Linked DNA regions of Mus musculus: region 1 is linked to region 2. A link is a contact called in public ChIA-PET data. All regions are on one chromosome and are shown on one strand. Each heading gives the region's core, a stretch centred on a gene start, on an enhancer-like site or on the middle of the called end of the contact. The rest is flanking DNA. Distances are from core to core; before and after follow the strand shown.

The links. ChIA-PET counts read pairs in DNA pulled down with a chosen protein or histone mark.
Region 1: a contact with region 2 is called in an RNA polymerase II ChIA-PET map of effector CD8 T cells, with 177 read pairs. The contact joins the enhancer-like site here to the promoter of Immt in region 2. A contact is called at or near these places in 5 of 39 promoter capture datasets (embryonic stem cells, liver, macrophages and 1 more), 8 of 484 Hi-C or Micro-C datasets (the G1E-ER4 cell line, the HPC-7 cell line, cranial neural crest and 4 more), 6 of 115 datasets of contacts at active chromatin or transcription factors (the SCID.adh cell line, effector CD8 T cells, embryonic stem cells and 1 more) and 4 of 9 other capture datasets (adipose tissue, embryonic stem cells, liver and 1 more).

What each region holds. Positions count from the first base shown.
Region 1 is chr6:71,867,657-71,873,517 of GRCm38.p6, forward strand. Immt (inner membrane protein, mitochondrial) reads left to right here. Exons shown (of 15, transcript NM_001253681.1): 12 at 924-1,147; 13 at 3,771-3,902; 14 at 5,138-5,267. It also overlaps the pseudogene Gm17825. Among named protein-coding and RNA genes, the nearest start is that of Snord94, 12 kb to the right of the region's middle. Within about 2 kb of position 3,970, at least 14 of the 459 cell types and tissues checked have an H3K27ac peak or open chromatin away from gene starts, as enhancers often do. A contact at or near this core is called in effector CD8 T cells, where this site is marked.
Region 2 is chr6:71,827,917-71,833,794 of GRCm38.p6, forward strand. It overlaps Immt (inner membrane protein, mitochondrial), which reads left to right and starts at 3,404. Exons shown (of 15, transcript NM_001253681.1): 1 at 3,404-3,599. The coding sequence starts at 3,555.

The sequences.
Region 1 (5,861 bases), core at 2,720-5,219, 40 kb after region 2:
CAGCCCCCTTCCTTCATTCTTAATCTCTAGTAAATGTTGGAATACTGTGGAGTGTGAAATTACTTCCCCTTCTAAAACAAACAAACCAACAAATCGCAATGAGTGAGTGTATGTGTGCATAACTGAGTGTTTGGGCATGAGTATTAAAAAGGAGCATGAGTGATCCCATTGGGTATCATTGATCACAGATTACTATTCTAGGTAGTGTGCATTCAAGGAAAGGAACAAACAGATGGAGAGATAGCTCAGTGGTTAAGAGCTATCCAGAGGACAGCTGGCTCATTTCTCAGCACTCACTCGGAGGCTTACAACCATCTGTAACTCCAGTTTCAAGGGATCTGGTGCCTCTTCTCTGGCCATTTACAACAGTAGACACACATATGATGCACAGACAGATATACAGGCAAAACACCCATATACAGAAAATAAAAATACTTGTGTGTGTCTGTATGTGTGTGTGTGTGTGTGTGCTTGTTTTGGGGGGGAGGGGTAGGGAGTGTGTCTGTCAGTGTACTTGTGGCTCACAGGAGAATTTGTGGGAGTTGGTTTCCTTCTGAATATTTGTTAGGGCTAATCATAGTTCTACATAAAATGGCATATAGTAGTGATTGTGTCTACAAGCTGTCTTTTTAGAAGTAAAGTTAGTAAATTAGAAAGCCAGGACATGATGAGTTCAGATTACACTGATTTGGAGTTCTTAGAAAGAGCAGTGTATGCTGCCTCACACTTATTATTATTATTATTATTATTATTATCATTTTATTATAGACTCACCCATTATTTTGCTTAGAATTGATAGTGCTTTAGTTGCTGGATAGTAGTTTTTAATTGCTACTTTGACTGGAGGATTTGAATTTTGTGTTAGCTTCTTTCTGCAGTATATTTTCAGTGACAGCACTAACACTTTGATGTTACCTGTTTAGCTGGCAAACTCTCTACTGATGACCTGAACTCACTCATTGCTCATGCCCATCGTCGCATTGATCAGCTCAACAGAGAGCTAGCACAACAGAAAGCCACAGAGAAGCAGCACATTGAGCTAGCCTTGGAAAAGCACAAGCTAGAAGAAAAGCGGACCTTTGACTCTGCAGTGGCAAAAGCATTGGAGCACCACAGAAGTGAAATTCAGGCTGAGCAGGACAGAAAGGTAGTGGAGGAAGAGAATGACCTGACATTTGAAGTTAACCTTGTTTGTTCTGTCACTGCCTGCTAGTGGTAAATATAATTTGTGCCAAGCTATCATTAGAGTGGTGTTTTAGGGTTTTTTTTTTTTCTTTTTTAAAGATTTATTTATTTATTTATTATGTCAGTGTTCTGCCTGCATGTATGCCTGAGACCAGAAGAGGGCACCAGATCTCATTATAGAAGGTCATAAACTACCAATTGGTTGCTGGGTATTGAACTCAGGACCTCTGGCAATTGAAGGTGTGATTATTCAAAGGAAAAGAGATACCTCTGTTCACCATTTGTTTGTTTGTTTGTCTATTGGCGTGGCTATGTTTTTGGTTTTGATAATTTTGTAATTATATTTATATACAGAAAACTTAGTGTGCATTTAACCAAATTTAGTGGTGAGTTCTTTAGCCTTTTGCCTTTTCCAGCTTGGCAAAGCGAGCCTCAGACTTAGGACCCAGGACGTTGCCTCCCCAGTGGCGATGGATCTCATCATATCTGTCATTAAAATTGGTCCTAATAGCTTCCACCAGCTTAGCCAGAGCACCCTTGTCTTCCGAGTTAACCTGTGTAAAGGCAACAGTGGTGCATGTCTTCCTGTGGACCAGGCACCCCAGCCTGGCCTTTCCCTTGATGATGCAGTAGGGCGCCCCCATCTTTCGACACAGGGCAGGCAGGAAAACCACCAGCTCATTGGGGTCTACGTCATGGGCAATCACCACCAGCTGAGCCTTCTTATTCTCCACCAAGGTGGTGACTGGGTTGACTCCTGCTCTTGAGGACAGGTGGTCTCTTAGTCGGGACATCCCCTTTTGCCAGCAGCTTTCTTCTCAGCACAGGCCTTTGCTTCTTCTCTTGCTTTGTCTCTGACCTCTACTTGTGGGCAAGCTTAAGCAGCTGAGTAGCTGTCTGCCTGTCCAGGGCCTGGGTGAACTGGTTAATGGCAGGAGGTACTTTGGACCGCTTATAGAGGATGGCTCTTTGCTGCTGCAGCCTGATGAAGTGGGGCCATTTGATGAAGTGTGTTAGATCTCTTTGGGGCTGGATGTCCTGCCCAATGCCGAAGTTCTTGGGCCTTTCCTCAAACAAAGGATTGACCCCCTTTTTGGCCTCCTGTTTCTTGCCAGTAAGAGCTGAGGCCACCTTCTTCCCCTTGGTCTTCTTTCCTTTGGGCATCTTGCTTGGCTGATGGAGAGAGCTTTTGGTGGCTATTTTTTTTATCAGAGACTCTTACATTCAGTCTGCATCCACAGTTAATTCCTGTTTTTTTTTTTTTCTTTTCTTTTTTTTGCCTATCTTAATCCAATAGTTTCTCAGGTTCTTGCTGTGTAACCAGGCTGGCTTAGAACTCCCAGCAGTCTCCTCGACTTTTGTTTATTTAAAAATGGCACCTTGTTACTTAGCTGTGACTGATAGGAACAAACGGTTATAGTGCTACCTTATCCTGAGTTCTGGGTTTTCAGTATAAGAGCATTAGTCCAGATTCTTAAACAACGCCCAAAGACTCTTAATGTTATACTTGCCTTCTGTAAGTTTGTCGTTTATTTATTTATTGAATCTTGTTTAGCTTTTGTTTTTGTTTTTCTTCTCTGTGCAGTGTCTTTTTGTATTTTTCACTGGGATGTTTGTGCTGTGTGCTTCCAACCTGGCTCTTCTCCTTAAACCTTAGTTCTACACTTGGACATCACTGTCTCAGCAACACCCCTCTTTCAGTTTTAAGCAGCATGTATGGGTCAGTTTCTGCTATATTGCTGTTTTCAGTGAAAGTGGGAGTTAGGTATTTAGGGTGGGCATCCTGCTCACATTCACTCTTGGAAACAAGTGTTCCTGCTTCAAGGATCTGTGTGTGCATTGTCTGAGCAGTCATGTATCCAAGAAGATAGTAGGTTCTGTCCAGCACGGGGCTGGTCTTAAATGGACTCATTGTTCTAAATCTGAGAAAAGATGAGTTTGTGTTCAAGGTAGTTTATGTTGATGTCTAGTATACCCGTGGTTAATTGCTGAGTGAAGCAGGACGGAGCATTTCCTAACTTGTTTTGACTGGCCCATGTTAAACTTAAACTCATGTGAAAATAAGCTGCTGGTTTCAAAGAAATGTGTTCAAGTGTACCTTTTGGGTACTAATTTTCACATTGATTTCTCTTAAGTTGGCACTGTCACCATGCAAAAAGGTGGGAACATGAACATGAGCAGTTATGGTTAAACAGGGTTTGCACCCAGCTTAGAACTAGCTAGGTTTCTTTGCTCTACATTTTGGAATAAGTTACTTCCTGTGTTATGTGTGATTCAGCAAATAATGGTGTTTGTTTCTGTGTTGGGGGCCACATGGCAGCATGATGGAAGGAAGCACAAGTTTGGAGGCCAGAGAGACCCATGTTTGAAGTAGGATTTCTGTGTAGCTATGTGACCTTGTTTCAGTTGCTTTTGGGTGTTTGGCTTTGTGGCTCTTGGAAAGCATGAGATAATCGTATAGACATGCCTGGCACATCAGTGGAGTTGAGCTGCTGCTACTGTTAGCTTCCTGACTAGTCTCTCCCGTTCCCTAAACGTGCATATGGACGTTTGAGAGCTGCCCATTGCTGCGCTTGGTTTCACAGGTAGAAGAAGTCAGAGATGCCATGGAGAATGAAATGCGGACCCAACTTCGACGGCAGGCAGCTGCCCACACTGATCATTTACGAGATGTCCTCAAGGTGCAGGAACAGGAACTGAAGTATGAATTTGAACAGGTGAGGACCTGTGCTCGGGCTTCCGCTCCTTCCTCCCCGGGGCCTCACACATGTTGCCTGTCCTGTACAGCTGCACCACATCCTTCCTTAGCCTTTCTCCTTCCTGTGCACTCTGAAGATAAGAATAAAGTGGTACCTAGCTTGGGTGAAATAGGCTTTTTGTTAGTTATAAATTACAGAACCAGTTCGTTTTACATCAGCCATGCTGTGTTCATGGTCAGGTATGTAGATCTGAAAATATGTGTGGGTTGCAATACAAAAATGTCTCATTTTTAAAAGATTTTTTATTTTCTCTATATAAATGCTTACTGCATATATGGGTGTATACTCTGTGCTTACCTAGTGCCTACAGAGGCTAGAAGAGGCAGATCCCCTAGAACTGGAGTCACTTTGTGAGTGCTCTAGGAAATGCTCTTACCTACTGAGCCACCTTTAGCCACCCCAAATTTCTTTTTAAAGATTGCAGTCTAAATGCTTAATTAAAAGCTTTTCTATGTTGTATCAGAAAATTCAGAAACTTATGGAACATGAGTCAGAGCCAGGCATGGTGATACACGCCTTTAATTTCAGTATTTGAGAGGCAGAGACAGATGGATCTCTGAGTTTACGGTCATCCCAGTCTATAGCGTAAGTTCCAAGACAGCCAGGCCTATACAGTGAAGCTCTGACTTGAAAAACCAATATGAGTTGATAAAAGTTTGAAACCTTATATACAACATTGCAGCTGTTTTGGTTTAACATTTATTTTACGTATATGAGTATTTTGCTTCCATGTATGGCAGTGAATTACATTAGTGCTTGGTGCTGGAGGAGGGCAGAAAAGGGCATTGGATCCCCTGGAGCGGGAGTTAGGATGATTTTAAGCTGCATCAAGACTGCTGGGAATTGAACCTGGGTCTGGGTCCTCTGCAAGAACAAGTGTTCTTCACCACAGAGCCATCTCTCCAGCCCCTTACAAGCAGCTCTTCTGAAGTTTTTATTTGTTTTAGATTGGTTCTTCCTGTGTAGTCCTGGCTGGCCTGGAACTTGCTGTAGACCAGACTGGCTTGGAACTCTCTTGCCTCTGCCTCCTGAGTGCTAGAATTAAAGGCGTGTCACCACACCTGGTTATAATTTGAGATATTAAAGGTTCCTTTTTTACTTCAAAGTTAGTAGTTTCTGGAAGACTAGCATGTAGTTAGGTGGCAAGCATGGTGGTAACATTAGATTTCTGTACACTGTCTGTTTTATTTCAGGGCCTGTCTGAGAAACTGTCTGAGCAAGAATTAGAGTTTCGTCGTCGCAGTCAAGAACAAATGGACAGCTTTACTCTGGACATAAATACTGCCTATGCCAGGTTGAGAGGGATTGAGCAGGCTGTTCAGAGTGAGCTCCCTTTCATACGCTATGGTCTGACCCTGTACAGTTTCTCAGGATACTTTCTTGTTAATAATGGGGGCATAGAGCCACTCCACTTTATGATGATACTCCATTCTTGAAGAGTTGGTCCCAGACTGGACAAGTTTAAGTATAGAGTTTTGAGAAGAAAATGGAAAAAAGAGGATCCAAAAAATTAAATTGTAATAACTTATAAATGACATAAGATCACCGTTTTCAAGGCATTTTCTCTCATGTATTGAAAGGTTATCTGGAGGTGTAGTGTACTGTTGTGATGGGAGTTACGGTGAGACCTGTGTATGCCACATTGAAAAGTGACCACACATTTCACAACAAGCACATTAATAAAATAAGGGGTTTCTTTTTTGTTTTTGTTTTTTTTTATATTGTCTTATGACAATAAAAGTAAGCACAATACTTATTGAACATCAAAGTCTATTTTAGTTCATTACATTTTTTTTGTTAAAATGCTTTCAAATAATTTTACCTTTTACATAATATGAGTATGTTGCCTGCATGTATATAAGTACACCACATGTCAGCCCAAGGAGGCCAGAAGAGGGTGTTGGATCCCCTGAGATT
Region 2 (5,878 bases), core at 2,154-4,653:
AGAACTCAAGACAGAGATCTGGAGATCCGAACTAAAGCAGAGACCACAAAGGGATGATGCTTACTGGCTTACTTAGTTTATTTTCTTCATTATTTTAAATTACATACATGAGTATGTGTCTATGTGTGGGTATGTGCATGGGAGTGCCCATGTGCACAGGAGGTCCGAGGTACTGACTGGGTACTTCTGGAGCTGGAGTTACAGGCCGTTTTGAGCAACCTCATGTGGGTGCTTGATGTGGGTGCTTGGAATTGAACTCTGGACTTCTGCAAGAGCAGTACATGCTCTTTTTTTTTTTTTTTAAGATTTATTTGTTCATTTTATGCCTATGAGTAAACTGTCAGTGTCTCTAGACGCACAGAAGGGGGCATCACATTCCATTACAGATGGTTGTGAACCCCCATGTGGTTGCTGGGAATTGAACTCAGGACCTCTGGAAGAGCAGTCAGTGATCTTAACCTCTGAGCCATCTCTCCAGCCTAGTACATGCTCTTGACACTGAGCAATTCTGCATCTCCCCTCATCCCCCTTATCTTTCTTTCTCATACAACCAAAGACCACCTGTCCAGAGGTGGCACCATCTGTAATGGGCTGAGCCTTGCCACATTAATCATTAGTAAAGAGAATGGGGGGCTGGAGAGATGGCTCAGTGGTTAAGAGCACTGACTGCTCTTCCAGAGGTCCTGAGTTCAATTCCCAGCAACCACATGGTGGCTCACAACCATCTGTTGTGAGATGAGATCTGATGCCACCTTCTGGTGTGTCTGAAAACAGCTACAGTGTACTCACATACATTAAAATAAATAAATAAATAAATAAACAAACAAACATTTAAAAAAAGAGAGAGAATGCCCCCCCCAGACATGCCAACAGGTCAGTCTGATAGAAGTAATTACTCAATTGAGTTTCACTCTTCCCAGGTGACTCTACTTTGTGTCAAGTTGATAAAAATTAGCCATCACAGCTCTTACCTAATGAGCCATTTCTATTCCCTCTCCTTTTTTAAGGCAAGGTTTCTCAAATATTCTCAAGTTCACAGACTGTAGACTGGATGCCCAGGGATCTGTCTTAATTTCCAAGCAAAAGAGTTACAAACAAGTGCCATCACAACTATCTTTCTTTCTTTCTTTCTTTCTTTTTTTTTAAGATTTAACCTTTTCGGGGGGGGGGCTAGGGAGCGGGGTGGGGAGGGTATAAGGGACTTTTGGGACATTTGAATTGTAAATGAAGAAAATATCTAATAAAATTTGTTTAAATAAAAAAAGATTTATTTTTTTGAATGGGTGTTTTGCCTGCACATGTATCTGCACCATGTGCATGCATAGACTACAGAGGTCAAAACAGGGCACTGGATCACCTGGAACTGGAGTTACAGATGTTTGCAAGCCATGGTGTGGGGGGTGGTCGTGGTGTGTTGTACACAGGACACTCAACCTTGGTCTCTGAGGGAGTGGCCAATGCCCTCTCCAGATCCATAAAGATCTTTTAAAAGATCTTTCTTTCTCAAACTATATACAACACATTAGTGAAGGTACCGCAGAATCTCCTGGGGCTGCAGTTAAAGGTTATGAGCTGCCTGAGGTGGGTGCTGGGAACCGAACTCAGATGCCCTGCACACCTGCACCCAGATCCAGCTTTGCTGTTTTTGTTTTCCAAGACAGGGTTTCTCTGTGTAGCCTTCACTGTCCTGGAACTCACTTTGTAGACCAGGCTGGCCTCGAACTCAGAAATCCGCCTTCCTCTGCCTCCCAAGTGCTGGGATTAAAGGCATGCGCCACCAATGCCCGGCTTAAGATTTATTTTTATAAATCATGTCTGTGTCTGTATCTGGAGGGCTCTCTGATAATTTATAGGAAGTTGTAAGCTGCCTGATATTGGGGCTGTGAACTGAATCTGGGTCCTCTACAAGAATAATATATGCTCTTAGACATTGAACCATTTCTCCAGCCCTGAAGAATGAGATCTTAAAGCCAAGGAGACTGTCTGTAGTACAAGGTCCGAAGTGTAGTACAAAAGCAGCCCCGGGTCAACAGTGTGCGAGACGTTATCACGCTGGCAAGAACCAGAGCAGCGGTGAACAGGGATGGAGCCAGACTGCTAGATTTACTAAGAAAATGGGAGGACTGGAGGCTGTCGAATGATGACATGACAAAGATCGACAAGTACATTACTGAAGTGCTCTGAAAAGCTTGGCATGTATAGAACGTAGATAATATAGAACATAAACACATTTTTGATATTTTTCAAATCTTTCCTGTTTTTTGTTTGAAATTTATGTAGTCCAATCCTGCAACAGCCTCCCAAGTGCTGTCATTTACAGTGTGACCACAACACTGGACTTCATTTATTTTATAAATGAAAATAAAAGTGCAGCTTTTTTTTATCTGTATCGTATCATAACAAATCACCTACTTATGGCTTGTAAGTATTTTGCAAACAGATTTGTTGTTTTGTGGTTTTCAAGACAGGGTCTCAATATATTCAGCTGGCTGTCCTGGAACTCTGTAGATCAAGCTGGCCTTGAACTCAAAAGATATCTGCCTACCTCTACCTCTCTAGCGCTGGGATTAAAAGCATGCACGACTAGGTCCAGCCTCCAACAGATTTTGAAAATTATTTTTCTATGTTATTATGGTAAGAGAACCACATAATCATAGTGGAATTTACATAGAATATTAACGACAGTCAATTTTTAACACATTGTTAAACTCAGAACGCTTGGAAGAGTCTTCCAAACCGTCCCCAAAACTGCGACCGAAATCATCTTTATAAAATAAAAGTGGCAAAAAAAAAAAAAAAAAAAAAAAAAAAGCGGTGTGACTTAAGTAAAAACCTGAACTTAGAATTTGGGTTCCTATCCGTTCTCTACTATTTAAAGACACCGGAAACACATTCTGCCCCAGGATGCCTTCAGCACATTCGCTTATTCTTCAGCAACCCTTTGGAAAAGAAAAAAAAAAAAAAAAAAAAAAAAAAAAAACCAAAAAAAAAAAAAAAACCCTGTAGGCATACGTGTGCCTCAGCTCCATAAAGAAGTCAGCGGACAACTAATTGGAATCGATTCTATTGCCACCAGAGAGGTCGCAAATTTCAGGTCGTCAGGACTGGGAGCAGGCGTCCCTACCGGATCCACCTCCCCATCCCTTTAATTCTAAGAGTCTAATTCTAATTTAATTCACCAACGCTTTAATTCTAAGAGTCACAGTCGAACTTTACACAGCACTCTCCGGCCAGTTCACCTAGTAACCCGGTCATCTGCAGACAAACTAGCGCCCAAGCGCGACCCGGAAGGAGAACCTGCCCTTCCGCCTCCTAGTCGCCAATCACCGCTTTACTCCCCTTTTCGCAGCCGGGGTGAGTCCCACCCTCAGGGAGCCGCCTCGGCTGTAGCAGGGGAGGAGGCGGCGCGTGCGCAGTGGTGCCGGTGGCCCTTCCGGTGCGCCGGACGCAGCTAGGCTGTACAGACGCGGGCACGCACACCAGCACGCACGCCCTCCTCTCGTGCGGCCGCGGTCGTTCCCGCGTCCACCAGCAGCGCTGTCGCTTCGGCAGAAATGCTGCGGGCCTGTCAGTTATCCGGCGTGACCGTCGCGGCCCAGGTGAGCGTGGGGTCTCTCCGAAGGGGCGCGTGGTCACGCTGACTGCGGACTGCCAACGGACAACGTGAGAGGCATCCATGATGCGCACCCCCCCCAGGCAGAGCCACCCCTAGTGCGGGGAACCGAGGCAGTCCTCTAGGGCGGCCGCTGGACTGGAATGACTCGAGGGTTATTGCTGAAGAAGCGGGCTGGGGTGTGGAGCGCGGGGAGGCGGGTGTGCCGCTGAGGCGTGGCTTCAGGGACCTGGTATCCAATCAGTACCTCCTTATCTCAGTCTCGGACCAATCCTGGCTGCTGGCGTCTGGGCCGCCGGTTGGGCACGTGATAGGTTTCCAATCGTGAAGGTCGGCGCGGGAGAACTACAGTTCCCAGCAGGGATTGCTTCTCAGGGCTTGTTGCATCTTTAATAAGCAGGTTCCTGGACTGGTGGAGAGCCTAGGGGTCAAAGTTGCTGTTAATCTGGGAGTGGGTTCCTTTTGTTTCCGTAGCCGAGAGCGCCTTTGAGCTAGTCTTATAGTAAAAGGTGAAAGATTTTTCATTTCTCGAGCTTAAACTTCTGGTGCTGAAGGAGGACAGAAGTCATGACCTTGTGCTTATTTCTGAGATTAGCTTGGGGATCAGTGTCTCTAAGCACTGGAACCATGTCTGACATTCAGGTATCTTAGGCGCCCTGTTTTGTCTCTCTTTAATTTTTCATAACTGTCAGTATAACTTTCTACAGTTGAAAATAAAAACCCCATTTCCATTACTCAGAAGTTTTAGAAAACTAACACTTGAAAGGTTATGAGGAACATGCTGCAACTTGAGCAGTAATTGGATAAAGTTTCGAGACAGGGTCATCCTGAGATGATTGAAGTTAAGCAGTTTTGTTCTTTATTTTTGCTTTACTGTTTGTCCTTCAGCCTCTTGCATAGGGAAGTGAGCCCCGTATTAGTTTTCTGTTGGTATTTATCCAACAGCACACATTAAGCAGCCTGTAACTACACCCTCATTGATTATCTTCCAGTTTTTGTAGTAGTCTGGACATTAGTGTTGTGGAGTCTCAGCTTAGAGTCATGCAAGGCTTTGTTGAGAAGTATTAGCTGTGCTTTGATTCTCATTTGTAGATAGTACTTTTTACTTCCTCCAAATTCATAATTAGCTAAATCCAGCCCCTTCAGGTGTTGCACTAAAGTCCATGTTCTCTCCTGTGTCTTGCAGGTGGCTGCTCTCAGCTTTTAGAACCTTCTAACAATTTCTTGCCACAAGGCACTTACAGGCCATTCCTAACACCAAACACGAAACACAACACATTTAGTATTACCATGTGCTTCTTTCTGTCTTTACTTCAACATCTCTTCTCTCATTGATTTATTTACTAGACTAGCCCTACCTGAGTAACTTCCCTAATTCAGATTTCTTTTTGGGGAGCTCAGTTAGAGACTAAAACATGAATGGTATTCTAGCTCTCAACAAACATTTTAAAGTTCCCTGAAGTCACTGTCAACAAATTCATAGGTTTATTGTCATTACCTCTTCATTCATTCTGTAGCATTTGATATTGCTGCTTATTTGTGTGTGTGTCTATCTGTCTGTCTGAGAGAGAGAGAGTGAGAGAGAGTGTGTGTGTGTGTGAATGAATGAATATGTGTACATGTACACACCTATGGAGGCCAGAAGAGGATACTGTATCCCCCAGTGCTAAGGTTAATCAGTGGTTGTAGACTCCCTGACACTGATACTGAACTCAGGTCCTCTGGAAGAACATTAAATATAAGTGAGCTTTTCCATTTATGGCCCTGTTCCTGTGTAATGACTTGGGAGGCTTATTATTCATGAATAAATGCCTAGGTCTTAAGCAGGGCTTGTCCCCTGACTAGTTAGTATCTTATATGTCTCATTTATACTATTCTATGTCTGCGGCCTGGCTGGTTACCTCTCCTCGGTTTCATACCCAGTCCAGGTTGTGAATCTTCTGTGATTATTTTCCTGAGTGTTCTCATTCTCTCTCTTTCTTTCTTTCTTTCTTTCTTTCTTTCTTTCTCTCTCTCTCTCTTTCTCCCACCTCCCTTCCTCCCCTTCTGTCTCTCCCTCTCTCCCCTTCTTCCTCCTCTCAATTTTGCATTTATGTTTTTACATTCAATTTTGTTTTGTTTTTTCCAGAGCTGAGGACTGAACCCAGGGCCTTGTGCTTGCTAGGCAAGTGCTCTACCACTGAGCTAAATCCCCAACCCCTCAAATTTGTTTTTTATCAACTTACCAAATGATTCCAGTTTTTGGCAAATTTCATCTGCTTTCAT